Regions from separate parts of the Mus musculus genome. Here all the other regions are linked to region 5. The links are chromatin contacts, called in public HiChIP or PLAC-seq maps. All regions are on one chromosome and are shown on one strand. The core of a region is the stretch at or near the end of the contact, and the rest is flanking DNA. Distances in the headings are between cores, read along the strand shown.

Evidence for each region. HiChIP or PLAC-seq counts read pairs in DNA pulled down with a chosen protein or histone mark.
Region 1: a FOXA1 HiChIP or PLAC-seq map of pancreatic cancer cells shows a contact between it and region 5. The contact joins two enhancer-like sites. A contact is called at or near these places in 1 of 15 datasets of contacts at CTCF or cohesin (the NIH/3T3 cell line), 1 of 484 Hi-C or Micro-C datasets (pancreatic cancer cells), 5 of 115 datasets of contacts at active chromatin or transcription factors (the NIH/3T3 cell line, astrocytes, fibro-adipogenic progenitors and 2 more) and 1 of 9 other capture datasets (embryonic trunk).
Region 2: a FOXA1 HiChIP or PLAC-seq map of pancreatic cancer cells shows a contact between it and region 5. The contact joins two enhancer-like sites. A contact is called at or near these places in 1 of 484 Hi-C or Micro-C datasets (pancreatic cancer cells), 4 of 115 datasets of contacts at active chromatin or transcription factors (bone marrow-derived macrophages, double positive thymocytes, pancreatic cancer cells and 1 more) and 1 of 9 other capture datasets (embryonic trunk).
Region 3: a FOXA1 HiChIP or PLAC-seq map of pancreatic cancer cells shows a contact between it and region 5. The contact joins two enhancer-like sites. A contact is called at or near these places in 6 of 115 datasets of contacts at active chromatin or transcription factors (astrocytes, bone marrow-derived macrophages, double positive thymocytes and 2 more) and 2 of 9 other capture datasets (embryonic tail and embryonic trunk).
Region 4: a contact with region 5 is called in a FOXA1 HiChIP or PLAC-seq map of pancreatic cancer cells. The contact joins two enhancer-like sites. A contact is called at or near these places in 1 of 484 Hi-C or Micro-C datasets (B cells), 5 of 115 datasets of contacts at active chromatin or transcription factors (SST interneurons, astrocytes, a beta-TC-6 cell line and 2 more) and 2 of 9 other capture datasets (embryonic tail and embryonic trunk).
Region 6: a FOXA1 HiChIP or PLAC-seq map of pancreatic cancer cells shows a contact between it and region 5. The contact joins two enhancer-like sites. A contact is called at or near these places in 1 of 484 Hi-C or Micro-C datasets (Th1 cells), 1 of 115 datasets of contacts at active chromatin or transcription factors (pancreatic cancer cells) and 2 of 9 other capture datasets (embryonic tail and embryonic trunk).

Annotation. Positions count from the first base shown.
Region 1 is chr1:183,676,847-183,681,906 of GRCm38.p6, forward strand. No RefSeq gene overlaps it. Among named protein-coding and RNA genes, the nearest start is that of Gm39724, 48 kb to the left of the region's middle. Within about 2 kb of position 3,270, at least 51 of the 459 cell types and tissues checked have an H3K27ac peak or open chromatin away from gene starts, as enhancers often do. A contact at or near this core is called in pancreatic cancer cells, where this site is marked.
Region 2 is chr1:183,759,952-183,764,754 of GRCm38.p6, forward strand. The region is part of intron 1 of Gm34068 (predicted gene, 34068); the gene reads left to right. Among named protein-coding and RNA genes, the nearest start is that of Gm34068, 13 kb to the left of the region's middle. Within about 2 kb of position 1,845, at least 5 of the 459 cell types and tissues checked have an H3K27ac peak or open chromatin away from gene starts, as enhancers often do. A contact at or near this core is called in pancreatic cancer cells, where this site is marked.
Region 3 is chr1:183,785,525-183,790,486 of GRCm38.p6, forward strand. All of the region lies in intron 2 of Gm34068 (predicted gene, 34068), which reads left to right. Among named protein-coding and RNA genes, the nearest start is that of Gm34068, 39 kb to the left of the region's middle. Within about 2 kb of position 3,392, at least 19 of the 459 cell types and tissues checked have an H3K27ac peak or open chromatin away from gene starts, as enhancers often do. A contact at or near this core is called in pancreatic cancer cells, where this site is marked.
Region 4 is chr1:183,656,286-183,660,999 of GRCm38.p6, forward strand. The region is part of intron 2 of Gm39724 (a long non-coding RNA gene); the gene reads left to right. Among named protein-coding and RNA genes, the nearest start is that of Gm39724, 27 kb to the left of the region's middle. Within about 2 kb of position 2,521, at least 8 of the 459 cell types and tissues checked have an H3K27ac peak or open chromatin away from gene starts, as enhancers often do. A contact at or near this core is called in pancreatic cancer cells, where this site is marked.
Region 5 is chr1:184,054,452-184,059,164 of GRCm38.p6, forward strand. The region is part of intron 2 of Dusp10 (dual specificity phosphatase 10); the gene reads left to right. Among named protein-coding and RNA genes, the nearest start is that of Dusp10, 22 kb to the left of the region's middle. Within about 2 kb of position 3,115, at least 22 of the 459 cell types and tissues checked have an H3K27ac peak or open chromatin away from gene starts, as enhancers often do. A contact at or near this core is called in pancreatic cancer cells, where this site is marked.
Region 6 is chr1:184,532,193-184,537,059 of GRCm38.p6, forward strand. All of the region lies in intron 2 of 1700112H15Rik (RIKEN cDNA 1700112H15 gene), which reads right to left. Among named protein-coding and RNA genes, the nearest start is that of 1700112H15Rik, 23 kb to the right of the region's middle. Within about 2 kb of position 2,154, at least 44 of the 459 cell types and tissues checked have an H3K27ac peak or open chromatin away from gene starts, as enhancers often do. A contact at or near this core is called in pancreatic cancer cells, where this site is marked.

The sequences.
Region 1 (5,060 bases), core at 2,020-4,519, 380 kb before region 5:
ATATTAAGATTATTGCCCAGAGCTCAGTATTATTGCCACCTCGCCCAACTCTACTAACTCCTACCTGCACAAAATATCTTTGGTACTTCTCCTGGCTCCTGCTTCCTAGCCTCCTCTGGGTTTTGTTCTTCTGCAAAAGCTTTGCATGGGCACAGTGATGAGCACCAGCTACAGGCACCTCTACTGACTGGTCATTTGGAGGCAGTTATGTGGTCGGCCTTGTTTCTCAGAGGTCTTCATTGGTTTTCCCCAGTCTTAACTTGTCATGGTGACCTACCCTTTTGGTAACTGAGAGCCTGAGAAGATGTGACTGGTGGTGAATCATCCAAGCCAAGAATCATGGCGAATGAACACAGACTTCTCAACACATGGTACCTTTGGTGAGCCCTGTCCCCACAGAGCCCCGTGAGGCTTTCAGAGATTCCAAAGACACAGTAAAATGAGATAACGTCAAGACAGTAATGTTTTAAAGATGTGATGGGACTTGAGAGAGTCATTAACTTCCATATTGAGTGGTTGGTGATCATTTAATTTTGTCTAACCTGAGGAATTTATAGCCATTATAAGTGGACTGTTAGGTTGTGCTCCCTAAAGCTGGTAGTTTGAACTGTTCAGGTTAAATTATTAATGAGAAGCCATATTTATAGAGGGATGAGGTTGTAAAATCAGGGTTTCTGGAGTGTTTAATTAAAATGGCCTATTTAATTATTTTTTCTTTCTTGCTCTATTCCTTATATTATCATCTTAAATTTTAAAAATATTGGCTCTGTGATTTTTGTTTTATTAGATTCACATTCATTTGACTTTAAGTCACCCATGTGGTTTGGGGAGGTAATTGTCTCCATTTGATTGGCTTTGCCATAATTCTACTGGGGCTTTCATCTTTCTTCTGGGGGTTTCCCCTCCACATCGTTGGGCATATGAAAATACTACCTTAGATGTTTCATAGGTATTTTAAGATAGGTTTGTGGGGGAGGGCATTTCATTTAGCTGATTTCAGCTATCTAATTAATTCATCAGAAATGAGGCCGAATGAGAGGGAGGCCCCATAGACCCAGGCGCACTGAGAAACAGATTAGGTTAATTCCTAGCAGAGCCAGAACACACTCGGGTTAGGGGAACAGAAGCTTTTGTGTGTGTGTGTGTGTGTGTGTGTTATATGTACATGTGTGTGTTTGTGTGTTATATGTACATGTGTGTGTGTATGTGTGTTATATGTACGTGTGTGTGTATGTGTGTTATATGTACATGTGTGTGTTTGTGTGTGTTATATGTACATGTGTGTGTATGTGTGTTATATGTACGTGTGTGTGTATGTGTGTTATATGTACGTGTGTGTATGTGTGTTATATGTACATGTGTGTGTATGTGTGTTATATGTACATGTATGTGTTTGTGTGTGTTATATGTACATGTGTGTGTGTGTATGTGTGTTATATGTACCTGTGTGTGTATGTATGTTATATGTACGTGTGTGTGTGTTTGTTTGTGTGTGTGTGTTATATGTGTGTGGGAATACTTACATGGCCTCCTTGTAGAGGCTAGAGGACAGTGTGTCAGGTGTCTTCTTCTGATACCTCTCACTCTATTCCTTTTGAGACAGGCTCTTCCACTTAACTTGGCTGGGAGTCTGCGAGATTCACTGATTTTCTTATTTCTGCCCCTGATACTGCTGGGGTTGTAGGTATGTATGGCTGTGACCAACTCTTTACCTGAGTGCTGGGGATTTGAACTCATGTTCTCATGCTTGTACACCGATAGCTCTTACTCACTAGGCACCTTCCCTCCCTCACCAGTGATTTAATACAACTACGCATTTATCTTTCTCTTTGTTAGTAAGTGGTGATAGAAGATCTGACTTATATATTTAAACATAGATGGTCTAGTGTTTTACAAATAAGGACACCTCACTTGAGTTTTAAACTTTCCTTGAGGAATGGTGGGACAAGTGGATGCTCACAGTCAGCTATTGGATGGATCACAGGGCCCCCAATGGAGGAGCTAGAGAAAGTATCTAAGGAGCTAAAGAGATCTGCAACCCTGTAGGTGCAACAACATTATGAACTAACCAGTACCCCAGAGCTCTTGACTCTAGCTGCATATGTATCAAAAGATGGCCTAGTCGGCCATCACTGGAAAGAGAGGCCCATTGGACACACAAACTTTATATGCCCCAGTACAGGGGAATGCCAGGGCCAAAATATGGGAATGAGTGGGTAGGGAAGTGGGGGGGGGGGAGGGTATGGGGGACTTTTGGGATAGCATTGGAAATGTAATTGAGGAAAATACGTAATAAAAAAAAAAACCAAAAAAAAAAAAAAAAACCAAAAAAAACATCAACATGTCACAACCTAGAAGCACGTGGGAAGGGAGCCTGAAGGAGAAATTGCCTTGATCAGATTGGCCCGTGGGCATGTCTCTGGGGGGTTATCTTGATTGCTTTGGTTAGCAAAGTTTGGGAAGGAACACCCTAAGTGGAGGTGGCATCATTTATAGGCTGGACTGTACAAGTAAAGAAAGCTAGCTGAATAGAGCAAGCTGGCAGTGTGACTGTGTCTAGTTTTCCCTGGTCTTTGCCGTATATATGACATGACTGGCTATCTCAAGCTCCTGCCTCCCTAACTTCAATGATAAACAGTAACCTGAAGTTGTAAGACACAAATCTTCCCTATTTGTCAGGGTGCTTCATCCCAGTCACAGTGACAGTGAGACAGAGCTGTGTTTTAGGTCTCCTGAGTTTCCTATTTTTTCTTTTAGTGAACAAATAGTTTTTTTTTTTTTTTTTTTTGAGTGTTTGGTTTTGCCTCAATTTTCTTATTTTGAGGGAGGGAAAGGCGATGAAGGATGGGTAGTTGTACTATCACTCTATGAACACAAATGGAGGTTTATGCCCACACAGGAGAATGTTGGAGTCAGGGACCATTAAACTTTCTTCGGGCTCAGATGGGAATCCTGGAATATGTTTGAATATAAAACCGAAGCCAGTGAACTCCGAGGGGAGACATGATCCTGGGGTTGGGGCTGGAGACAGTTTGAACAGAGGGACAGTTTGAAGAGGCGAGTTTGCCTAAAATCTGTCATGAGAATTTAAGCCATGGATGATGGGAAATTGTGGAGAGAAGGATTGGTTGTTGTGTGAACTTATGCAATCAACGTGAGGGCGCGCACACTTCGTCTGGCTCCAGGCCAGCAGCTCTCTGAGGAGCACTGTCAGGATTAATCAGAGTTTGCATGGAAACTGCAAAACTGAGAAACCCCTGCGAGTGCCAAATGTTATCAGCTTGCATCACAGCTTAAGTATTTGGTGGTGTGGTGTGAGGAGGAGCCACTTGCAGGAAATCTTAACGTTTTTTCTAGCGCTCTCTCGCACCCAACTTCGTTTTGATTTCACTGGAGCTTGGTGACTCGGGATTCTTCCTGGCTGTCTTTCTACTTACCTCCTAAGCGTGACAATGCCTGTGCTACATTCCTGTGGTTTGTGTTCTTACTTGTAATTTCAAATTAAAGCTATTTTATACATGGGAAGAGTAAACAGAACTGCAGTGCAGGCCTCAGAAACGATCTTAACTGGGATTGACAGACAAAACTGTTTCCTTTAGAAGAGATCTGCTTTCCCACCTTACCCTCATGCAGTGTCCTGTAGAGAGTCTGGGGTTATAGAAACATCTGCACAAAAAGTGGTCCCATCCCAAAGTGCAGATTCCCTTCATGCCACCAACTTGCCATTGTTGTAACCCCCAAATTAATGATACTAGAGAGACTTGAGTGTGTGTACAGTTTGCCTCTGTGTTCCCTGCCACCACCACCACCATCCCACCCCTGCAGCAAGCCTACTCCTCCTTGGCCCCTCCCCTATTGTTAGAATGGCACTACCCATCAAACTCCCCCTAAATGAAGACATTTTGAGGGGACAGCTTGAGACATCCTCCCCGCCTTTTTGTCTCCAACACTCTTGATAAACAGCCGAACTCTTCAGGGTGCTTGTCCTTGAGACCTTAGAAAAATCACAAGCTCAAGGGAAATCAGAGGTCAGGTCAGAGACAGTTATGACTGGCTATGAAGTTAGTCCCTGAACAGACACCCATTAACCCCCTCCCACTTCTGTACCTTTCCACCAAATGATTACAGCCCTTTACTCCCCTTTTCTGTGAACATTCATAACTATACCGTATATAAACCCAGTGTTTTCTGAACTCAGGGTTGCTTGCCAGCATTCACTCAGTGAGTTCGAGGCAGGCAATCCGAGTTCCAATGTGGAACAATAAAAGACTCTTTTGGGAGTTGCAGTGGACTTTGCAATTCTTGGACTTGTCTGGGTTTCCCGTGGACTCCGGACACAATGCCATCGGTCCTGGTTTGAAAACCACTTTCTCCCAGCTGTAGTAGACACATGCAAAGCCAGGCCTAGGTGCTAGTGAGGCAAATGGAAGGTGGAAGATCTCTTTGTTCTAAGTGAAAGAGGATAGATGTATAATAGAAAGATAAAATGAAAATCAAGGCTCATCACAGAGTAATAGGGACTCCATTTTGGACTCCCAGGCGAAGGTCCGCTCTGTCACAGCAGCTTTGATAATGATGGATAATCTTTAGCACTGAAATGCTGTCAGTCATTGGCTATAGAGAAAAAGCTGTCTTCCTGCTGGTGTCTATTGTCCACTTCTGGAGAATGTATTAAGTGTCCTTTTTAAAAAATTTTTTTAAAATTTTAATTTTAATTTTTTTGCTTCTGTGTATATTCTATAGTCTTTCATTTGTTTATACTTTATGCTGGTGTGGTGGTTTGAATAGGTATGGCCCCCACAGACTCACGTGCTTGAATGCTTGGTTCATTTTTTTAATCGATTCTATGAATGCAAGCATTATTATTAATGTACCTTCTTCCATAGACATAAATCCCAACAGACCCCTGCCCCAACAAGGAAGTTGAAAAGTCAGAAATCCTGTGACATTGCATCTCTGCTTTGGTACCCAGAAGAGAGCTTGAGACTCTTCAAGGCTTCCAACGCTTCGGGGAGTCCAGGGTCATTCTGAGAGCACTCCTCGGAGTTCTTCTGCCTGGT
Region 2 (4,803 bases), core at 595-3,094, 300 kb before region 5:
ATTCACTAGACTTGGTAGCTGCCAATCATCTAGTGCTCTAGCTCCTGAATTACACTCACCAGAGATGAGAAAGTCTCCATTCATTCCAGAGTTAAGCAGTAGGAAGTCAGTACTACAGGCACAGGACATGAAGGCCTGGTGAGCTCCTAAAAGAGATGCTGACCAGCACTGACCAAGCATGGCCAGGACGCTCATGCCAAATGCCATGAAAGGATTAAAAAGCAGAGGGTGGCCTAAAGACCGCCACAGGCCAGTGTGACATTCCTGTGTGTTTTGTTGAGTCCAGCAGGAGAGTGGCAAGGAGGAGAGGAAGTGGCTTGAGTCATGGACCTCACAGGCTCTGGTTCTCCAGTGATCTGGGAGCACACAGGAAAGACCTTGAGGAAATCTTGCCACTAAACTTATTAATACCTTGAGCACTTTAAAAGATTGGGGGCAGGGAGGCAACTTTCATTTCAAACCTTAGCCTCTATCCTGAGAAGATGATAGGATTCATGAGTGTTATAATGATACCCTTTCCTGAAGTAGTTAAATGGCTTCCGGTCTTGTCAGTTGTTGATATTCACTTCTCTGGGAATTTTAAGCCTTTGACAACAACCTATCATGTACTAACACAGAACATACTAAAATGTTTTTTCTAAATATCTTTCTCATGTTGAATTATACTCTGAGGTATGTGTATATGTGTGCACACAAGTGAAGATGTAAGATGTGTCTATGTGTAAGCTTGTTTCATATGTGGTATTTTGGACAATGTGTATGCTAAGTGTGTATAAATGAACAGGACGGATATGGTTGAGCTTGTCCAAGTTGAGATATGCATATCTGTGGTCAAAGTATTTTATGCCATGTTGGAAGAAGTCACCCAATAAAATATTAGACAGATACAATGTCATCTCTATTTAAATTAAGACACCTTATGCATGGGATGTGGTGGTAAGTTGACTCTCTAGGCGACTGAAGAGGTTAGCCCTGATATATAGCAATTGCCAATAGCCATGGTGTAAATGCTTTCACCGCAGATAACTTCAAATTGTCAGTATGATATCACTAAGTATGGAGATCAGGGTTGGCTCATATGTGTCAGTAGGAACCTGACTAAACATGTAATTAACCACTATGAAGTCAAGTGTATAATGACATCAATAATTCTCACTTTTTGGAGGCTTTGAGAATATTTTCACACACACACACACACACACACACACACACACACACACGTGTGTGTTCCTTTCTCATGTATGACCACCAGGGAAACGCTGGTGTAATATGAATGAAGAGACTGTGTCTTTTAAGGAATAAAACATGAGACATATATAAGCACTGTTAAACCAGAATAAACTAGGACAGACTTCAACCATGGGTTAATATTGGACAAAGAACACACAAAGGAGGCTGCTTAAAAGGGTGGTTAGCTGGCCTAGCAAGGAAAACAGCCAGAAGAGATAGCCAAGGATATTAAAGACATAATTTTTCCTATGTCATAAATCTGCTATGGGTATGGGCTGCTCATAGATCATAGAACTTGCCATGCAGGGTTCATGTTCCATTACCCACTCTAATGGAGGAAAGCCGAACAGTGAAACTCATAACAATGTTCGGCTCTGAAAGGAACATGCAATTGGATCTGAAGAGAAGGTTGGTCTTCTTGTCCCATGGGTGGCTTACCTGCTTTCTCGGGAGTGTTGAGAACACACCCATGACAAAGCATCTTGTTAGGAATCAAGAGAAACCATGGGCCAAGTTCAATCCCCTTTGTGTGCTTGAGTGTAGGGTTACTGCGGGGTAGTTAGCTCCCCATGAGAACGTTGGCAGTCTCACTCAAGAATCAGTTCTAAGTTTGAGGTGGTGACTCAGTGGGTGATGTATTTGCTGTACAAACATGGGGGTGTGAATTCATATTCCCAGCATCCATGGAGAAGCTGAAGCTTGGCATGGTGGCACATGTCTGCAAATGAACTGGGGAGGGGACAGGCAGATCCTGTGGCTCAGGTTCAATGAGAGGCCATGTCTCAAGAAAATAAGATGGAAAAAATTAGAAGAAACCATGTAAGCTGACTTCTGTCCTCCATATGTGAAATTATGAACACACACACACACAAACACTCACAGACACACATATGCACAGGCACACACAGGCATGCACACATGTACACAACACAAATTCCTTTTTTTTTTTGAGACAGGGTTTCTCTGTGTAGCCCTGGCTGTCCTGGAACTCACTCTGTAGACCAGGCTGGCCTTGAACTCAGAAATCCGCCTGCCTCTGCCTCCCAAGTGCTGGGATTAAAGGCATGCACCACCACTGCCAGGCCACACATGAGTTCTAATGAAAGGTTTGAAATAAATCTTGTCTTAGAAATAAAAACGTCTTTTTCTAAGAAAAACATATTTAATTCATTTGTAGGGTTTAGAGGTTCTCTCCCCTACCCCCAACCCTGTGTGTGTGTGTGCACGCGCACACACGCACACGCGCACAGGTGTACAGCTTCAGTTGCTGCTGACTATAAGAGAAATCAATATCTGGCCACTGGCAGTTGTGGACTGTTACAGCTTGGTGACAGCTGATATATTGGTACTTGGCAATGAGAAGAAAGGCTGGTATGCATGCTATCAATTTTTAGAGCTTATTTTATCTATGCCAATACCAGTGACCCAACATTCCATTTATCATTCTTGCTCGTGGAAGAAACAGTTGATAAAGGACAATAACTTTTAGCCTATATAATTCATATACTTTTCCATGTACCAGTTGTGGGATAGAGAAATAGAAATATAAAGTTCTCTTGGAGGTTGGGTGTATGGGACATACTTGGCGATGCATTTCTGTTGGAAGAGGACTTGCCTACCATACACAAAGCCACAGGTCCAGTCCCTAAGCAGTGCATAAACTGGGTGTGGGCCCACACTTGTAATCCTAGCACTTGGGGGACAGAGGCAGAAAGACCAGAAGATCAGGGTTATTCTTCAGCTACACAGTGAGCTTGAGAGACATTGCCCAGCTTGACATACAGGAGATTGTTTCCAAAGGAAAGAAATCCTTTAGTTCCGAGGCCTGAGCTCCCAAAAGCCTAAGCAGTGAGTGGCTTCAGCTTTTCCTTCCGTGTGTGGCATCTACTTGTTCATGTTTGCCTGCCTTCAACACCACTTCTGGGCTGTATTACCTCACCAAGAGATGAATGCACCGCTATCTTTCTTGGTAATGAGAATAATCTTGATATCTAGTACCCCAAAGCAGGGTGCTGTTCACACTTGGCTGAGGGTTGCTTCTACCTTATTCTAATCCACAGAGATCCCTGTGATACTAGAAACCAAGGCTTGGAGTGGCTGAGCCATGACCCTGAACCTCCCCAGATTAAGTAAGGGTGACCCTTTGTTTGCTCTGTCTCCAAACAAAGCCCACTTGCTGCAAAGACGCACAGGCACACCCAGTGCGTTGTGCTTTTAGTATCTCCTTGTTCTGATATAATGTATGCATAACAGCCAGAAAGATCACCCCACTGACCCTCTCTTTCCTGGGAGACCTCCTGACAGACCCACCCCAAACACTTTGACCGTTTACTTCTAAAAACCCTGAGAACTCAGCTACATGCTAAACTAGCCCAGATCACAGGTTTCTCTCTGCATCAAGTGCCATCTTCTTTAATGCACAGCAAGCATGTGATCAGTTACTTGCCCTATCTATTTTCATGGACATCTATGTGGTTTTTTGTTCCCGAGGTAATAGGTCTTAACATCAAGAAGAAAACTGCTAGGCAGAAAAACCAGGCAAGTGGTGACGCCTAAAGATGTTGTCTCTTCCTTTACCTTTGAGATAACAAATGAACTCATTCTTCAAGGCTTATCTCAAATTACACAACTCTTTTCATATCATCTATCTAGCTATGTTCTATCAACCATCCATATATGTATCTATAATCTTATCTATCTATCTATCTATCTATCTATCTATCTACCCATCCATCCATCCATCCATCCATCCATCCATCCATCCATCTATCTACCCATATTTCTATCATCAATCAGTTAATCATCTATTGGTAGTAGCTAAGCCTCTTCTAGGAGTGGTGTGGGAGTGTAATGCAGACAGCTGTCCTTATGGCAAGGCCTGAGGAGTTGGGTTCCCACATGGCAAGGACCTGTGGGGAAGATTGTGCAGAATCTCCTGGCCTTTCCTGAGGGAATGCTGGGATCGCTTTTGCCTTGCATTTGGGTTTTTGGCTTTGCTATTAGAAGATTTTACTTTCACTCTGTCTGTGACAGACATTTTCCCAGGATCAGAAAAAGAAAGCTGGGGCCGTCATTTATTCTTGTTTGTCTTCGAGAATCATGGGAGTGGAACAAAGCACTGCCCCTCTGTTTGTTAATGGTGGTGATGTGGTTATGTCAACATGAGGGGCCCGGTCCGGGTACGTCAGCTAATGCCCAGATGTTCTCATTTGCCCACCAACCTGTTCCAAACAACAGCTCGATGATTATCAAGAGGTTAGAGAGGTCTTGCTGGATCATTGGTTCCAAGACTTAATAGGAACATTTGGCAGTGAGCCAAGCAACGATGAGGAACTGACTCAGGTTACTAAGCTGCAGAGAGCCCTGGGCGTGACAGGAATTAGATCTCCTGATTAGGATATGGAGAGATACTAGGCACCAATGATTAAATCAGTATTTCCTGGGTACGTAGTCCATCACCTCTCTGTACTGTAACCACAGTTGATACCAGCACGGTCACTTGGTTATGGACCAGTGTGCTGGGTTATATATTAACTGCTTCTTAAAGCTGTGTTTCCTCTTACTTGATACAGT
Region 3 (4,962 bases), core at 2,142-4,641, 270 kb before region 5:
CCAGGGTAGAAAACAACTCAGAGATGCTGTGTTTTAAAAAGCTAAGACATGCTTCTGACTCCCATCATGAGCCTAATGCAATTAACTCTGGATTTTGTTCTATTTTATGTTCCTTGAAGACTCTAGCTGACTGAAGAGACACTACCTATAGCCTTCCTAGACTTTGTGGCCAGGATAAAAAAGATCTCTTAAGGGTCTGATTACATCCATGAATGGTTTGGCTTAGTATGATCACGTGACTCTTCCATATACATTCCATTGGTTGGAAGTGGCCACATCGTTCCATCAAAATCCTAAGAAGGTTGAACTCCATATCCCTGGAAGTCAGAAATCTGAGGTCATTCCGTGAATGTTCCAAGACTACCATGACTGGGTATAAAACTGCCCTTGCTCTGAGTATGAGCCTACCTATCACCTTCTTGTCTCTGAGGGTCCATCCCCATGGTGATAGTCTGTAACTCCAGACCCAGTTCCTGACTGTACCCACTACAGGTTCATGAAAAACTTAGAGCAGAAGTAGCAGAAGAAAATCCCTGAAGAAGGAGCTGTGTCTTGTTCTCAATATCCTAGAGGCAAGGGAGAATCTCCCTGTATTTAGGCAGGCCTGTGCTGAAGGATAAAAACATTTGTTGAAAATCTGACTTGGATAAGGAAAATACCCATTTACATTTGAGGAGTTCATAATTTTGTTGTACATATATGCACACAAATACACATACACATATGTATGCACACATATGTATGCAAACATATGCACACACATGCTCACATGTGCATATATATGCACACACATGCACACATGTCCATACATATGCATACACATGCACACACATGCACATGTGCACACAAAACAGTTCTACATGGCATTTTTCAACACATTATGGACTTATAATAGTCTAAGTAGCAAAGTAAGGCCCTTTAGGAACCTGTGTCAGTGACAAACTATTGACACAGCCATTGTGGTTTCTCATTGTTATTGTCAACCACAGCACCAGATGCTTGTGTTACACACCTGAAGTCCCTACAGTGTAGGAAGTGGAGACAGGCGATCAGGAACTTAGGGCTGTTCTTGGCTATGCAGTATGCCTGAGACCAGACAGAGGATACCTGAGACCCTATCTCAAAGCCAAACAAGCAAACAGACTGCTAAAATGAAAGCTGAGACAAGGAACCTGACTTTGCAAATGTCATTTTCATGAGGTAATTTCACGAATTTCATTAGAGTTCCTTGAATCCCTAAATTAGATGGACTCTTAGAACACTGTAACACAGTGAAGAACAGAATGGTCCTGACAAGATCTCACAGCCTTGGGAGTCTGAAGGCCACCTTCTTGTATCCTCAGCTCTCCTCACATTCTTGGTCAGAATCCTTTTGCTTTTGTCTGAGACATTGGCTCGACATACAAAAAGAAATTTCTACTTAATGTTTTGTAACTGGACATCTTGGGTATACTTTAGGCAGACATATTTCCTTTTATCACTTTTCATACTTGGTGAGGAGCTGAAAGGACAGAAAAACAAGACCCTTGGGAAACATGTGAAGAGGTGGCATTTCCTAAGGGGGAATTTAACTGAGGACACTCTGGATCCTCAATTCTTACTAACCCAAATCCATTTAACGAAACTGAGGTTTGGAGTGTTCTAGTTCACAGCAAATTTGAGCTCAACTTATGCAAATCTGAAAATATCCTTCTTATCTAATGAATCTCAGGATGTATTTGTGGCCAAGTTACCACACACAGAAACCAAAGGCTCAAGTAATTCTGGGTGCTGAGCCAAAAGCCCACTACCCAGTGGCTCCTCAACACAGAAAATTGTGATTTAATGTTGGGATTAATTTAACATGGTCCATGACGTTGGGATAATGAGTCTTGCATTGAACAGTGAAACTCACTAGTACAAGCAATAGGACTCAGTTCTGTACAGCCACCGACATGCTTTGTTTTCTTCAAAACCCACTGCTTGGGAGGGAGCTGCTTGCTTCACTAATGTTATTCTTACTGAACACATTTTTGAACTGTTCTGCTGGGCATAGAGTAAACACAATCTTTTGAGTATTCTCCACAATACTAACTCAATTCCACTGCTTGATGGGGGATGTGATTTGGAGGAGTAGCAGGTGATTGTAAGGGCTATATAAGATTGCAGCTAGGTGTCATTTCTTTTTCTTTTGGAATAGCTAGGATCAATTTAGATTCACTCAAATGAAGGAAAGCTAAGGGGACAATTGAACAGCACAACACTGCTTACAAGTCTGGACTCTACTTCATGGGGTTGGATCATCCCAGCAATTGTGCACTAGAGGAAATGTGGAGTGGCAGAGCACCCTCTCCCCAGATACTTCTCTAAAGGGGTTGGCATGCTGATGGGTCATGTCCCTGGTGCAAGAGTCAGTGCATGCTAAGATAGTTAACAAGTAGTGGCGCTCCCTTAATTTCCCTTGGAGCAGGCAGGAAGGTCAAGGATCAAGGTGAGAAACCCTAGTAATCTCATTTGTTTGTTTGTTTGTTTGTTTGTTTGTCTCTCTTGCTATTCCTACCATTGGACCAGTCTTGCTTTGTCCTTGATCCACAACTGTTCTTGAGGAAGTTACTTTGAATTACATCCAGATCTGACAACAGCAGACCAAAGAAACCTTGTTCCATCCAGGTTCATATTAGTGAACAATGAGTTTATTAGAATTACCTACCAGGGTGACTCTGATCTCAGTACTGGTGATGACTCGTGGAAGCTATACCACTGGTATCTTCCATGCAACTTACAGGCAGGGCTACCCCCAAAGCTTCTGATTGTCTTAGCAATTACTTACTGATTTTTGGTAAGGGGCTTTAAGGGTCTTGTGAATTTTGAGTTTCCCAGATCTTGTAAACTTGTGAGTTCCCAGATCCTCTGACCCTTTTCCTCTCTCTAGGAGGGGATGTTTCAACCTATAGAAAATAGGTACATGATATTACTACATGGCATTGACAGAGTCAGCACATCTGGAATAAAGCTTTCAGCTTAAAACAGGAAAGAAGGATGGTGAGGGTCTGTTCTCATCAGGACTTCTGCCTTGACACATGGCCAATCCACCTTACCAGAGTGCTCCTGAATGACTCCAAGGCATAGGCTATGCTTACAGAGTGTTTCTTTGTCAGAAGGCATAGCTTCCTCAGGAAGGCTAAAAAGCTGATGTTTATTCTCCTCCTTACAGCCTTCTGGTCACACCCTCCTTGCTGGTAGTGTTATGTCCTCTACTTAACAGAAGTGGAGATCATCACTTAGAAAGGTAAAGTATCTCACCCCAGATTTTGTTCTGAGGGTTTTCAAGCCAGGGTTAGATTAGGGTCTGCCAACAGTTGTGTACTGAAAATGACTTGCACTTGGGAGTCAACAAATGTCATTGTCTCTTTCCAACCCAGTGCAGAGTGTTGAAATTGTGAAATGAGTCATGATGGGAGTATTCACACCATGGTAATGAACATGAGTCGCAAACCAGAGCTTCTGTACCCACACTGGAGAATTAAACATTAACATAATAACAAAACAGACAAAAACCCAGTTATGTGACTTTAATGTCCACATTCTTTTCATTGTCCCATGTTTCTTTGAAAGGGCTTGAAAGAGTTTGGTTTATACAAATTGGATCATTTGGATTGCATGTATTATTTATAAGACTAGACACTTGTCTTACTGTGGGCTGCATTCTAACACTAACCAGTCAAAAGAGGAAACGCATAGTACAGAACACTCTTTTGTAATCAGGCTCTACTTGACATTCTCTCTCTCTCTCTCTCTCTCTCTCTCTCTGTATATATATATATATATATATATATATATATATATATATATATATATATCCTACAGAAGTAAAGAGGGAGCATGTCTGGATGATTGAATATTCCCAATTCACACTGCGTTAATGTAGGGCTTTGGGCATCAATTTTACATGCATAGAGCAAAAGAACCCATCCATGCACAGTCATGGAGTCTAGAGAGATACCATGAGGTCAATTTTTGAATCAAGTCACTACTTACAAGTCTCAGTGCAAGTTCTTTAACTTTTCTATGCTTCAGTTTCTACATCTGTCATACAATTGTATTATCCTTGAAGTAAAGAATAGGAAGAGATGGTAAATATATTAAAGACATGTAACTTTGCAGTTTTATTAACAACACAGTAAATACTCAGCGAACAGTGGCTTTTAAATGTGGATTTGTAACAACCTAAACCCACCTGTGCCTGAAAACTACATGCTAATATATCCTGGTATTTAATAACATATTTATTTATCTCACTGAACCATATCTGAATTCTAGGACAATGTGACATTTGTGCTGGGTATAGTAAGAAGGGAAAAGAAGGAAATTCTGAAGCTCAGTTCAAATTGCAATAGTCGGCCAGGCTTATGCATAGTCCTTGAGTTTTCACCTTCATTTCTCCCCTCTCTAAAGTAGAACTAAGTAATATCATTTAGCTTATATATTGCCAGACTTAACTGTGACTTCTAGGAACATGCTTGAAATGTATCTTTATAGATAACTCAGTTTTTATCATGGCTAAAAACATCAGCAGATATTTTATTACTGCTGGGATGGAGTTTTAGAAGTCTGAAGTTTTGATCTACACACTCTAGAGATAAACATATTTTTTTTTAAGTCAACTGGGCTGGGAGGAGAGTGTTAAATATTGAAGTTGGGAAGAATCTAAGGAAGCCTTCCTGACCTGAGGAAGAGATGGTTGGAGGCTAGCAGACTCACTCCAAAAGAAACAAAAGAGAATGCTGATAAGGGGTTATATTATAAAACAAGGGAAGAAAAGCAACTTGAACCCATGGAATCTAGACAGGGGCCAAGTGATGTAAGAATACCCAATTATTTGTTACTATTGATTCACATTTTAGGTGATGTGGTAGGAATTGCCTTTACTGTCTGTGCTTTGTGCTTCTTAGAAGACCTGATGCTGAAGGAACGTGGGGGTGA
Region 4 (4,714 bases), core at 1,271-3,770, 400 kb before region 5:
TTTGTGCAGTATGGGGATTTGAACTCTCGTACACAGCTCTTTATTTTGTTTCAATGACAAATGGCACAAAGGTATGGGCAAGTCATGACTTATTCACCTGTATGTGCACTTTATGTGCACGTCTATTGAAAAGGTGTGTAGTGGCAGCCATTCTGTTCTTCCTGGCCATGATGGTCTATTCCCTGACCAACTGTGAGTCTGAATAAATCCTTCCCTCCTCGACTTGTTCCTTGTCAAGGGTGCTGTAGCAATGAGAAAAGTAACTAAATACAAAAGCACCAAGGTCCAGATGATTAAATATTTGAAACAACAAGCAAACTGGTTCTTTACCACTCTGGTAATATCACTGTCAGTTATAGTCCATGTCCAGGGGAGAGGTGAATTCAGGGATGCTGGGGGTGCAGGGTGGGGTGGGGGCGGGGCAAGGGCGGGGACGGGGGCACCATTCCCAGAAAGACTCCGAGATCTCGGCTTCTGGAAGGTCTGTCACACTCTCACCCTTGGTTCTACGCCTGTTTCCTACCTACAGTTGGTTCTCTAGTTCCCAGACTTGGGCTTCTCATTCTTTTATGACAGGAGTAAGAATACTTTCTAAAGCGACGTAAGTCACCATCATGGTCTTGTCAAATAGCCAGCCTAAGGAAGACCAGCCTAAACCCAAAAGGTGAAAAGATACAGTGTGCCTGAGGTGCCCCTTAAATGAGGTATTCCCTGACGTGTCTCCCAAAGCCACTTCTTCAGAGCTGCGGGTCCACAGGTTTCCATGTAGAGTCTCGCTTGCTTTCTGGCTTCTAACTCAGAACACAGCCTTTTCCCATTCCATCCCGTTGCAACCTTCTGGCTGAGGGTCCTTAGCCCCCCCTGGGTAGGAATCTTGTGTAGACAAGAAGCAGCTCTTCAAGTGCCCTCTCTGGATGTTCTCAGGGAGCAGCAGCAGTAGGCAGCCAGAAGTGGTAGCAAGTGGCGCCCTCTAGTGTTAGGTCCCCATATGGGCCTCTTGCGCATCAGCATTTAGGATCACAAGTGTTACAGATTTGCTGTAGGCCTTAGGCTCTTGGCACCCTTAGCCTTTGGCAGTGACCTATGATAGAACTCTGAGCCTGAGGTATGAGAGCCATGGCACTCTGGGAATCCGGAGATCATGCCATGCAGTTTCTCTTTTCTGGCTTTCTATTCCTCTTTACTCTCGGCTCTCTTGTCAGCAGTCCAGTTCTGCCAACCTTTATCCTACCCTGCCTTACTTCAATGGCTCAACTGCCTCTTCTTTAGCCGTCGGTCAGCTAAGCTGGCCTTGCTGTGTTTGCAGCTAGGGCACATTGTGACTTCATGTCTATTTCTGATGTCTACTTCCTGCCGTGATTGCTCCTGGGCTGTTTGGCCGACCACTTGGCTCCTTCCATAACCCAGTTAGACTGGAGTAACTTGGGAGTAACAAACTCTACCAGGACTGACTGGGGCACCTGATCAGGCAGGCCCCTTGGGAGCTGGGAACCTGCTGTGTCTTCAGCTGAGATGCAGCTGGCTGCCATGTTGCTTTCACGGCTGCCATGCCAGCTCCCTGGCTTTCTGGGTCACTTCTCTTCTGATGTTGCCACCATACTCAGCCATCTTTCTTCTTGTTACCAGCTCAGCCCACGCTACTGGAAGTAAGCAAGAGAAAAGCATCCTAGAGATTCATTAGGCTAAAGCTTTAACACCAAGGCAGGCAGCAGCAGTGAGTGTCTCCTAGCGAAATAACCAACCGGGCATTAGCAATCTGCTTATATAGCCCAGGAAAGAGTTTTGAACTGATTACAGCCACTCTGGACCAGTCACAGCTGGTTTTTACCTATCACAGATGTTTGTTTGAGTTGATCACAGCCTGGCTTCTGAACATCAGTGACAGTCACTGAGGTTTGCGTTTTAGATCCATCCCAGCCTTCTTTCTTAGCCCTGTCATAGCAGTTCATCAGCTAGACTGTCGGAGGAGGCGTTCCCCTCTCTGCTCAGGGTAGGCTAGAGTTCATAGGTGGTCATGATATCAAAGGCCAGGAATAAACTATTTCAAATAGTCCCTGCTGAGGCTGTGCCTTCGAGAATCACACAGTAGGCTAGGCTCATGTGTTCTCGACTTAATGTGGAGAGTGTTCAAGATGGCGCGGGCTGGCAGAAAGGTAGTCTGGCCAGCTGAGGAATGATAATCCTGTTGTTCAAGGCAGTCAAGGTCTGCAAAGAAGAGGCCAACAGATGCCTTCCCCACACTTTGCTACTCATAGGAAAATGAACATGCCGTTGGCCCAAGTAGTGTCTTTGATCAATTTTAGCTGGACTTTCTGGGTGGTGTCCAATCATCCCATGTTCTGTCTCAGAGAGGTAGATGCTTACTGCGCGTTCCTGGTATAGAGTCAGGGTTGACCTGGCCAGTTATTGACCGAAACTTCCACTCCAGTGAATTGTCTAGTGAGTCACTTCCTCTCTGCATTGTTAATTGTCTATGACAAGAGCTAGAATGTGTAAAAGGGACCTGTGTCCTACAGTGACATCAGTGCTAACCATATCCGTGTCACCTGAACACTACTAGGAATGCTAGTTACCCAGGCAGAGCCTGGGTCTACAGATCAGAAACAAGAGTGTCCCTGACACCTAGTGTTTGAAGGGTTTATTGTTCTACTATCAACAGGAAATAGATCCATTGAAGGCTGGCCTCAGGGAAATGTATTTCTGTCATGGATATCTATAGGAGGCTAGGAAGGGTCAGGGGTACAGAGAGCTCCTCAGGGCCTTGGCGATAGTGGATGAGCCGTCCTTGCACTGAGCTGTGTCTCTCTGAAGTTCAGACTTGCTTATTTGATCTGACCTTGGAACTTTGACCGTTGGGAGCAGCATCTGGATTTTCTTTGCAGACAAATACGTTTACTTTTCTGTAAGTTAATTTGTTTGAAGTGAGGAGAGGGCACGACAGAAGCTTCTGTAGAACCTAGAGTGCCACGTGAGAGGGATGGACCACTGCCATGTGAGAGTGACAGGCCACTGAGGGCCACAAGTGTGACCCTGAGTGGGCTTAAGACAGGCTCCCTCCTGGGAATCCTTGCCCTTCTCACTGAGTGGCCAGGCTGCTGCAGGAGGTAAGCTCAGATCAGAGCAGGCTTTCTCAGAAGGTGGTGGCATTGTCCCCAAATAGCTGGGGATTCCTCAGTGCCCCGTGCCTGACTCAGGGTCAGACATGAACTCATCACATTGTATTTGTCTGTTCATCTTACACCTCAACTAGATTGATTTCCTTCTGCTAGGGACTGTGCTTGCTCTGCCTCTATCTATCTATCTATCTATCTATCTATCTATCTATCTATCTATCTATCTATCCATAATCTATCATTTATCTATCCATCTATGTATTTATGTATCCATCCTCTATCTATCTATCTATCTATCTATCTATCTATCTATCTATCCATAATCTATCATCTATCCATCTATGTATTTATGTATCTATGTATCCATCCTCTATCTATCCATAATCTATCTATCTATCTATCTATCTATCTATCTATCTATCTATCTATCTATCTATCTATAAATAATCTACCCATAATCTATCATCTATCTATCCATCTATGTATTTATGTATCTATGTATCCATCCTCTATCCATCTATTATCTATCTATCTATCTATCTATCTATCTATCTATCTATAAATAATCTACCCATAATCTATCATCTATCTATCCATCTATGTATTTATGTATCTATGTATCCATCCTCTATCCATCTATTATCTATCTATCTATCTATCTATCTATCTATCTGTCATCTATCTACCTATCTCTCTCTATATCTCTCTATCTCTTTCTTTCTATCTCTCTCTCTATCCATAATCTATCTATGTATACACCATCTATCTATCTATCTATCTATCTATCTATCTATCTATCTATCTACCACCTATCTATCCATCCATGTATTTATGTATCCATCCTCTATCCATCTATTTATTATCTGTCTATCCATAATCTATGTATCTATGTATGCACTATCTCTCTCTTATCTCATCTATCTATCTATCTATCTATCTATCTATCTATCTATCTATCTATCTATCCATCTATCTACTTATAGCTCCTGTTCCTGAGTTTTAGCCTTGACATGTATTCAGCTATTTGATAACCCCTGGCTGACTTATGAATAAGTGAAATCATAAACGAATGGATTCTTGTCGACATTTGTATCATAGCTATGGCTCTATTCCTGCATTCTCCCAAGCCAAATAGCATGCCCCTTCACTCACCAGACATGGCAAGCTTAGGAAATATTAATTCTTCCCTCTTTGCTTGTTCAGTTTATGAGACGGAAGGTAAGTCCTTCCTGACTTGTGACTTTGATTTTATGGCTCCCATACTTGATCTGAGGCCAAGCATATCTCCCTTTATGCCAACGACATTGCCCTTCTGAGGATTTGGCAGCAGCAGAGTTATCTGACTGGTTTATGTCAGTGGATGCTGATCTTGTTGGGGTGTCATTGGAAAGCCCAGATTGTATCAGTCTGTGGATGGTTTAAAAGTTCCCTCTGTGCTCCCTCAGGGCTTCTCTCTGCTGCCAGGAAGGAATCATTGCTCTAAAGAAGTTGGGAAGCATCTTGTTACTGTTTGCTGTTTGTCTGTTTCTTTGCTTACTCAGGAGCCTTGTGTCTTATATCAAAACCGTTGTATTTGAATAGTTGGAAAGAAGGCATCAACT
Region 5 (4,713 bases), core at 1,865-4,364:
GGGACAGGCTAGAGGCCGCCAAATGTGACAGATCTTATTCTCAACCTCACCTATGGGCCTATTTGTCACATGTAAGGTCCAGCAACTGTTCTTTGCCTCTTCCTCAGCCTGGTACCAGCAGAGTTCATCTTCCCTGCACCAGCTTCCATGAGCTGTGACCCGTGGTGTCATCCAGGCGAGTCTCCCAGTGTTCTCAGAACATTCTGGCATTGATACTTCGCTACAGTTTTTTCTAATGTTTCCTCGTCCTCATCCCTTCTTTTTCTCTCCAATTAGATTTATCTTTGGGGACTATTTTTAATCTCCCAAATCCCTACCATAATGCGGAACAACACATAATTAATGGCTCTTTCTGGCTCATTCTGATGTTCATCTCATCTAAAAATATTTAACGAGCACTTGCTATTCAGAGCAGACGGTACAGCCTGAATGAATACAATTTCTCTGAATAACTCATTTAGTAGTGGTTCATTTAATTATTGTATCAACTCTGCTGCCCATTGATGCTCTACTTTACCCAGAAGTAAACTAGGATCTAAAGATGCCAAACAACCTTCCGGAGCCTGTACCGCAGAGGCGCAGGGCAGCCTGCCACCATTTCCCTGAGCAGACATGCCTTGCCACCTAATAGCACCTTTGCTTTCCTGGGCTCCACTTTTTTTTTTTTTTAATATTTTTTATTAGGTGTTTTCCTCATTTACATTTCCAATGCTATCCCCAAAATCCCCCATACCCTCCCCCCCCTCCCTTAACCACCCACTCCCACTTTTTGACCCTGGCGTTCCCCTGTCCTGGGGCATATAAAGTTTGCAAGTCCAATGGGCCTCTCTTTCCAGTGATGGCCGACTAGGCCATCTTTTGATACATATGCAGCTAGAGTCAAGAGCTCTGGGGTACTGGGTAGTTCATAATGTTGTTCCACCTATAGGGTTGCAGATCCCTTTAGCTCCTTGGGTACTTTCTCTAGCTCCATTGGGGGCCCTGTGATCCATCCAATAGCTGACTGTGAGCATCCACTTCTGTGTTTGCTAGGCCCCGGCATAGTCTCACAAGAGTCAGCTATATCTAGGTCCTTTCAGCAAAATCTTGCTAGTGTATGCAATGGTGTCAGCGTTTGGAAGCTGATTATGGAATGGATCCCTGGATATGGTCCATCCTTTTGTCACAGCTCCATACTTTGTCTCTGTAACTCCTTCCATGGGTGTTTTGTTCCCATTTCTAAGGAGGGGCAAAGTGGTCTTCGTTCTTCTTGAGTTTCATGCGTTTAGCAAATTGTATCTTATATCTTGGGTATCCTAAGTTTCTGGGCTAATATCCACTTATCAGTGAGTACATATTGTGTGAGTTCCTTTGTGATTGGGTTACCTCACTCAGGATGATGCCCTCCAGGTCCATCCATTTGGCTAGGAATTTCATAAATTCATTCTTTTTAATAGCTGAGTAGTACTCCATTGTGTAAATGTACCACATCTTCTGTATCCATTCCTCTGTTGAGGGGCATCTGGGTTCTTTCCAGCTTCTGGCTATTATAAATAAGGCTGCTATGAACATAGTGGAGCATGTGTCCTTCTTACTGGTTGGAACATCTTCTGGATATATGCCCAGAAGAGGTATTGCGGGATCCTCTGGTAGTACTATGTCCAATTTTCTGAGGAACCGTCAGACTGATTTCCAGAGTGGTTGTACAAGCTTGCAATCCCACCAACAATGGAGGAGTGTTCCTCTTTTTCCACATCCTCTGGACTCCATTTTTTAGCAATAATAAAAAACTAAGGATGACATTGATGATTTCGGATAGTGGCAGATGTTCTGATATGTGGTCAAGGAGTTAGCTGAGAGAATACTCATAATATCAGGAAGAGCCCTTCTGGGAGACCACAGTCACTGAGCCCTGCGTGCTGTCTGCTCTGCAATGGTTAGGATAGGATGGAATGTGGCCCTCAAGTGTCTATGTTTTGGAAACGATGTTTTCCCGACATGGTGATACTGCAAAGTTTGATACCTCATAGGAGGTCAACTTGTCACTGTCCCTGGTAGAGCATGAGACTGGTTTTGTGGAAACCTGACAGCAGAGTTGTTATTTAAAAAAAAAATGATGAGAAAAGAAGTGGGTAGTCCAGCCCAGCTGTTACCCTGGTTTTCTGTCCCCCCTATTTCCCATCCCAGCTGTGATGCCACCTGTCATGATGTGACACAGCCAAGGTGACCTTCACCAAAGTTAGCACCATACTGTAAGAGCTTTAGTCTCTGAAACTAGGAAGTAAACAAATCTGTCTTTGTATCCCGCCTCAATTACTTTGTAATGGGAACGGAAACAGATTCCTGCACCCTCCCCATATAGAATAATCCTGTGGAGGTTTCTTCTACTCCTTGAATAGTTCCTCAGCTGACAGCAGCAGCATGTCCTAACATTTCACTTGGAAATCATGTAAGATTCTCCCAGGCCAAAGGCTCAAATGCAGCAGAACTCCCAACTCCTGGTACTGGTTGCAAGTCCCAGGGTGTCACTGCACTTCTGACCAACTAGCTGGCAATAAAAGTTCTAGAACTCATTCTCTAGATTTGATTAATTTGCCATGACAGCTCACAGAAATTGGAGAAACATTTAGTGAATTTGCTTAATATAAAGGATATTATAAAGCGTGCACATGAACAGGCAGACAGCAGAGCCATGTAAGACGATGTGCAGGTCTTGTGTCATATGTAGGCATGCTATCCCTCCAGTCACTTCCACATGGCCCAGCCATCTGGAAACTCACCAAACCTTGTTCTTTTGAGTTTCTATGGTGTTTTCATTAAGTCTGAATGATTGATGACATTTTTGGCCATAGGTGAGCAATTCACTTTCATCTTCTCTAGATCAAGATTGAGGGCTAGAGCCGAAATTCCCTAGCCTCTAACCCTGCTTTCTACTTTCTGGTATCACTTCCATCTGGAAGGTGTTAAGGGCTCCCAGACTGCCACTCACCTTGTTGGCATACAAACAGTCACTCTTATCTCTTTGGAGATTGCCAGGGTCATCTGGGTGTGCGTTGCTTAGTATCACAGTATCACACTGAGGGAATGACTTGAAAGAGTGGTTAAACACAGAGAGCCTTGGAATAGATCATTGATGTCTCACACCTTACCAACGGACTGTTCTTGCTGTGACTCACCTCTGTCTGCTTTGTGTTGTAGTAGGGCTTTGTTGAGCTTAAGGAGTGCTCGAGGGGTGGGGTCAGGAGGGAAGAATGAAAGAATTAACCAATGAGCTTGCATCCAAGAGGTTGGCAATAAATGTCATAAGCAAGAAGCCGAGTCCCTTTAGTGTGGAAAGAAGAGCTACTCTGTGATTCCCTGCCCTCAGGAGGTCTTCCCCCCGCTGTACCATGTTGGATATGGCCTTCAGGGAATGTGCCTAGGAAGTCCGACGGTGCCAGAGGTGGAGTGCAAACAGGGTCAGGTTTCTGTTCTTCCCTCCTGGGCTGCAGGGATGGTTACTGGGATGGTTCTCCAGTAACCTTGAGCTTATGTTTATAATCTATGATCCCACTCCAGACCAGCAGGCTGTATTGGTTGGACCATAATGTGGTCTACCAGATGGGGACACCTCAGCTTTTGACCCGTTACTATATCCTGGCACTACAACAACCACCTCCAGAGGTTTCCAGACCCTTTCTCCTATCTCTTCGTGGGAATGGAGACCATGCCTGGTTTCAGTTTGACCTTGCAGAGCTCAGCCATTGCGGGTGATTTGACTTTGGCATGTGGCTGCAGAGGCAGCTCCTGCCTTCCCTTCCAGGCAGTTGATGGTTAATATACTTATCGTTGCTAACTATTCTTGCCAAATATAGACTTATAGCTCTGACTTACAGAAGTCAGAAGTAGAAGCTGTTGCGATATATTTTTTGCGGACTGAAAACATTGGCTAAAGAAAGCATTCCAAATTGTGATAGGAGCAGTGGCGCTTCTCCCATCTCGCTTCCTGAATTCCCCAGGCCAAAGCCCTTTGACCTGCAGATCATTACAAAATCCATGGCTGTAAACGCTGTTGTTTGAGTGTGGGGTTTCCTTCAAAACAAGTTGAGTGGCTTACGGATTTGACTGGCCAGTTCTGTTCATCACCATTAGGCATGGGTCCCAACCCCAGTCTCCATTGTAACCCTCGTCTTTTCCTCCCCTCTCCTGACCATAGATGACTTTTTTGTTTGTTTGTTTGTTTTTTTGTTTTTTTTTTTTTTGTTTTTGAGACAGGGTTTTTCTGTATAGCCCTGGCTGTCCTGGAACTCACTTTGTAGACCAGACTGGCCTCGAACTCAGAAATCCGACTGCCTCTGCCTTCCAAGTGCTGGGATTAAAGGTGTCACCACCGCCCGGCCCATAGATGACTTCTGATGACTTTCTCTGAATATAATTTCCAGTGGGAATGCTTCATGGTAGAAGAATGTAGTCTTTTGAAGCTTGCCCTTGATGTTTCTAGAGATTTATTGGATTTTACTTAAATCCCATTGGGAAACATATTTTCGCTGTGAAGTTGTGATGTGTTTAATTTGGGGTATAAGATAAATATGGTCCTGGGGTGGAGGGATACATGGATAGTGAAGTAAGTTTTTCTTTTGTGCCATGCGCTGGTTTAATGAGTAGCTTTATCTGTTTGCTTAGCTATGTTTGATTATTTAGGCTTCTTCTGCCTGAAAAGTAAAGAATATTTGCCCTGCCTTCAGAGAATTAAAT
Region 6 (4,867 bases), core at 904-3,403, 480 kb after region 5:
GAGAGGAGGAGGAGAGGAAGAGGAGGAGGGGAGGCTGAGAAGCAGAGGCAGAACGTTTGGTGATGAGCATCTAAGCTGCACAGACTTTAGAGACCGTCTGGAGTGCCAGGATCAATGGAGGAATATGGCCGAAAGAAGAAAAATGAAAACACATTTAAAAACGAAAATATGTCTTGCAAGCAATCTCCTTACTGAGCCGAGGCCACAGCTTTATGACTTTCTCAGTAAGGACAGAAGTGTATTTTTTAATTCTCATTCCTTTGGGGCATTAGAGCCAAACCATAAAGCAGCAGGCTGTCAATCAGTCATAAAAAGCTTAACAGATGATGACACAGCTGACAGGAATATGATCTATAACCGCGTTTTTAAACCCTAAACTAATTCTTAATTCTCCAAACTCCCTATAACAAAAGGAGCCTTCTGGAAGTCAGGGAAGAGTTAACATCCCAGAAAGGCAAGGGACTACTCTGTGTTGGTTTCCAGATCCCAAACCCATCCAGGCTGAATATAACACAAAAAATCTGTGTCTGCGAAGCTCTTGTCCACCAGTTAATCAAAGCCCTGGAAACTCAAGGAAACCTGTGTTTATGGAAATCTGGCGTTTCTGTAAAGTTTTCAATGAGGGCTAAATAGAGCAGTTCATCTCATTTTGAAACTAATGGTTCCTGCCAAGTGGTTTTCCAATGCTCGGTTCTGGCTCGGTCAGCATTTAGGAATTCATTTATGAGTTGGGCTCTGGAATTCATATTTATGTCTGCAACTCACTCGTTTTCTCCTGATAGGTCTCTGAGAAGAGATTGTAATCAATTTACCAAGCCCAGACTTCAGGAAATTTTCGTATCCACAAAAGAAGCTCTGGTTTGGAGGTTTGTCCAGTGTCTGCACCCAGCCTTCCTCCCGTACGCATGCGCTTATTTGTGCCTTTTTCCCCAGCACATACTTCTCTCTATACAGCTTTACTGGGCACACTGGCATTAGCTTCCCTTGGTTCACTGGCCAGTGGTTTATAAAATGGCAGAGTATATATGTCTGGTTTGTCACCTTGGAAGGCTTCATGTTGTCTCTGGGAGGAAGTAGCAATTATTCATACATTTTGTATTTAAAGATTTACCTTCTCAATATTGTTTCAGGAAATTAGAATTTAGAGGTGTGTGTGTCTGTGTCTGTGTGTGTGTCTGTGTGTGTCTGTGTATATGTGTCTGTGTGTGTTATGTGTCTGTGTATGTCTGTGTGTGCCTGTGTGTCCTTGTGTGTGCCTGTATGTGTGTCTGTATGTGTGTGTCTGTGTGTGGTGTGTGTAGTGTGCCCATACCTATTTTCTTTTCAGTGTTATAATCCCACACTTTAGTATTTTGAAAACCAAACAGAAAGCTTTGAGCAGCTTTTCAATGTAACCATAAATTTACTTTTAAAAAAAAATCCCTTTGAAGAAGTCATCAAATAAATTAGCCAAGTTGGAAAAGCGCCTGTAGTTTGTGTTGGCTTTGGGTCTTAGGGAGCCCCCTTAATAAACAACATCCAGTGGACTCAGGCAGTAACAATGTAATTTCAATGATTAATCAAGTGTTAAAACTAGTTTAACCTCTCCTGTTTTACAAACTCTCCATCACCCTGACTAAACTAATAGAGGAATAAGACACCCATCTGGAAATCTCATCTGAAATATTAGATTGGGAATCTAAAATTCAGCCAAATAGTGTGGCTTGTAGGGATATCCTGTCGGATAATAAATTGCATTAATCTTACTTAAATTTTCCATCTAAATCATGTCCTGAAGCCGTATTACTATGAGGGAAAAAAAATGCCTTGCTTTAATGCATTGTGCTACTGAAAACGATATTAAAAGGAGGGGGGAGGGGAGAGCTTTCCTTTCTTGTTTTGACTCTGCTTGATTTTCCACCATAAAAAAGAAAAAAAAAAATAGCCCACATGAAATTTCAGGATTCTTCTAAACCAGCGGAGGCCCCCTTGAGCCACCATCAGCTCTGCCCGGACACCAACAGGAAATAATGGTAATCTCTTTCAGGAACTTTGAGGAACTTTTCCCCTAATTTATATGTTTCTTCCCTGTTGGTGAACTCTGAGTCATAGTGGCTCATAGCAATTTGGTCTTTGTTGTTGTTTCCTTTGTGTGTGTGAGTGTGTGTGTGCCCATGTGTCTGTGTGTTGTGGGAGTTGTGCTTTCTCACCTTCTCTTGACTTTCACACTTCCAGAACTGTAGCATACATCTTCCTAAAGATGTTCACTATGAATTTATTATTCCTTCTACTTTTAATAGAGAACAGTCATCTATGCCAACACATTTCGAGCACTTTCTTATAGCTACCAGAAGAAAAGGATCTCGCTGTGGCTTTCTCAGAGCTCTGAGGAAGAACTCGGCTGGCCCTGAAGCCCCTTGCGGTTCTGACCCACTGTCTGCCACTTACTGCCTGCTGTCAGTATGAAGAGCATTAGAAGGTGTTAGAATAATGTTGACTCAATGTGAAACCACAAGTCCTAGGAAATATTGACTCACCTCTGTTGCTTGGAAGGTGTCTGCTCTGTTAGAATTTACAGAGAGAGAAGGGTCCTGGGGCAAAGTCTACTACCATCATCCCCATGCCCTTGGAAATAGCTAAGAAGAGAGGGGTGTCACTCATCAGAAGATGAGTGTCCCATGGCCTCTTATGTCCATCCCTAGATTGATCCTCACAGCACCGTCTCTATGGTCACCTGTGGAGGAAGAAGTAGGAGTTACATAGTTTAACCCCTTGTCAGTGAGTACTGGTAAGGGGTAGTGTGACGACAAGAGCTGAGGTCTCCAGTCTACTGACAGCTCAAATGGCCAGTACGAGTATTAAGTAGATCTACTTCTAGGCTTCTGTAGATGTTCTAGGGGCCCCTTGAGTCCAGACTATCATACCCCCAAATGAGCTGTGAGCACTGTAAACTCAGCCACCAAAGCCACCGGGCTTGTGATTATTCTCTCCCTCCATCTCACAGTTCCTCCCTGTATTCAGAGCTCCTGAATCCTCAGAGGTTTACATGAGAAGCACATCTGGTATCCACCCCTCCTCTCGATTCTATTATGGTATCCTATCAAGTCCTCGGGGCCTCTCCTATGAAAAGACTCTTAACAGTTAGCAGCCATCGCCTTCACCTGACCCTTCCTCCTACTGGACGATCACTCTACAATCACAGTGTGTTGATTCCTCTGTTCCCACCTCCTCCAAAGCCCCCATCACCCACAGAAGCAATCCCTGCTGCAAACTTCCCAAACTTCCTTGCTGTATATGCAGACTTCCCTAAGGACTGAGTCTTATGGCTCCTTTTAGAGTCTACATGGCCTGCCACCCTGCACAAGGCTAGGTTGAACCCTGAGTTCTAGACTTCACCTGAAGTCCAGCATGTCTTCAAACATGTTGAAATGACCACTCTGCTTATCTCGGACTGGCCCAAGCATCTTCAATGCAGACCAGTTTCTACCCACCTTTGTCTACCAACATGTAACCAGTGTCCACTGACTCAGCCACTGATTCTGCTTCACACTTTCAGGTCTGATGTAAAACTCTTGGGTGAAGCTGAGACATTGCCAATCCCCCGTGAGGGGATTTTAGCTGGACTGCTTATTCTATGGTTTCATTTCCCTTGCCTTCCCACAACATGTTGTTCCTTCCTCCTTAACTTCTTATGTGAGCCTCACCAACTAAAGCGCACTGTTCAATCTTCTGAATACCCACTAATTCTTCCCTTTGCTAGTCTAGTGCTAATCTCCCACAATGCTTTTCACCTTAGCTCCGCCCCACCCCCAGTCCAGCCATTCCAGCCATTGCACAGCTCAACAATATTCTGCTTACTACATCTTTCAGGGTTTCTGACATTTGTTGGGTTGAATTAGACACTCACATACTTTAATGTCTGACTATATACTCTGTGAAGCAGGGACCGCCCCTTACCCCAGACACTCCTTGAAGTACAAGCTGACTCCATGAGTGGTTAAGGTAGGCTTTGGAAAATATTCTGTTGAATTCAGTCACTGGAAATGCCTTGGTCTGAAGGACAAAGCAGTGTCAGATATGAATGGTTTAAAACAGAAATATCATAGACCACCAACATGACAGAAGCCTTGCGCTCAGCTATCACATAGCCCTGCCAGCAGAGGCTTACTCAACGACCCACCGTCCATTACTTCTTTTCAACAAGCCACTCTCGTAACATTCTTTGAGGTTGTATGCCCCCACTGAAGTGAATAATGACATAGTTTATGGTAAAGGGTGAACTGAAAAACAGCAGTGTCATTATTGCTGTAAGTACCCACAAAAGTTGTCTATTATCACACACAGATGCAGCCGCAAACACACACTCATCACTAATAAACTCATTTATTTCCACATAAAGTTGCATAATGTTGCACAATCTAGTAGCAGGCTGAGAAATGTCAGCAGTTTAGACCAAGAAATTTGTCAACAAAACCAATACATTTCACCAGCTTCAGCAAACCGCAGTTTCAAAAATCATACCTTCCTCCCCTCTAAAAAAAAAAAAGGAAATTGTCACATGTCACCTTAAATAGAAAGCACGGTGCTCATGATGCCACAGACTAAGCAAACACCAAGTTGAGATAACAAGGAAAGGAAATTTAGAAGTTATAAGAACAGGAACAGCTATGTTGTCTGAGTACTTAGAATGTCATTTTATCTAATACAAAGGGGGAGAAAATCCATGAAAAATTAAAGTGGGGAGGCTTTGGGAGGTGGATCAATGGACAGAGTACTTGGTTGCACAAGCACAGGGACCAGCCAGCCATCTCTAACCCCACCACTAGGGAGGCAGAGACAGGCAAATCCCAGAGAGTCAAGGGCGCCCATCTATCGTAAACAGTACTCT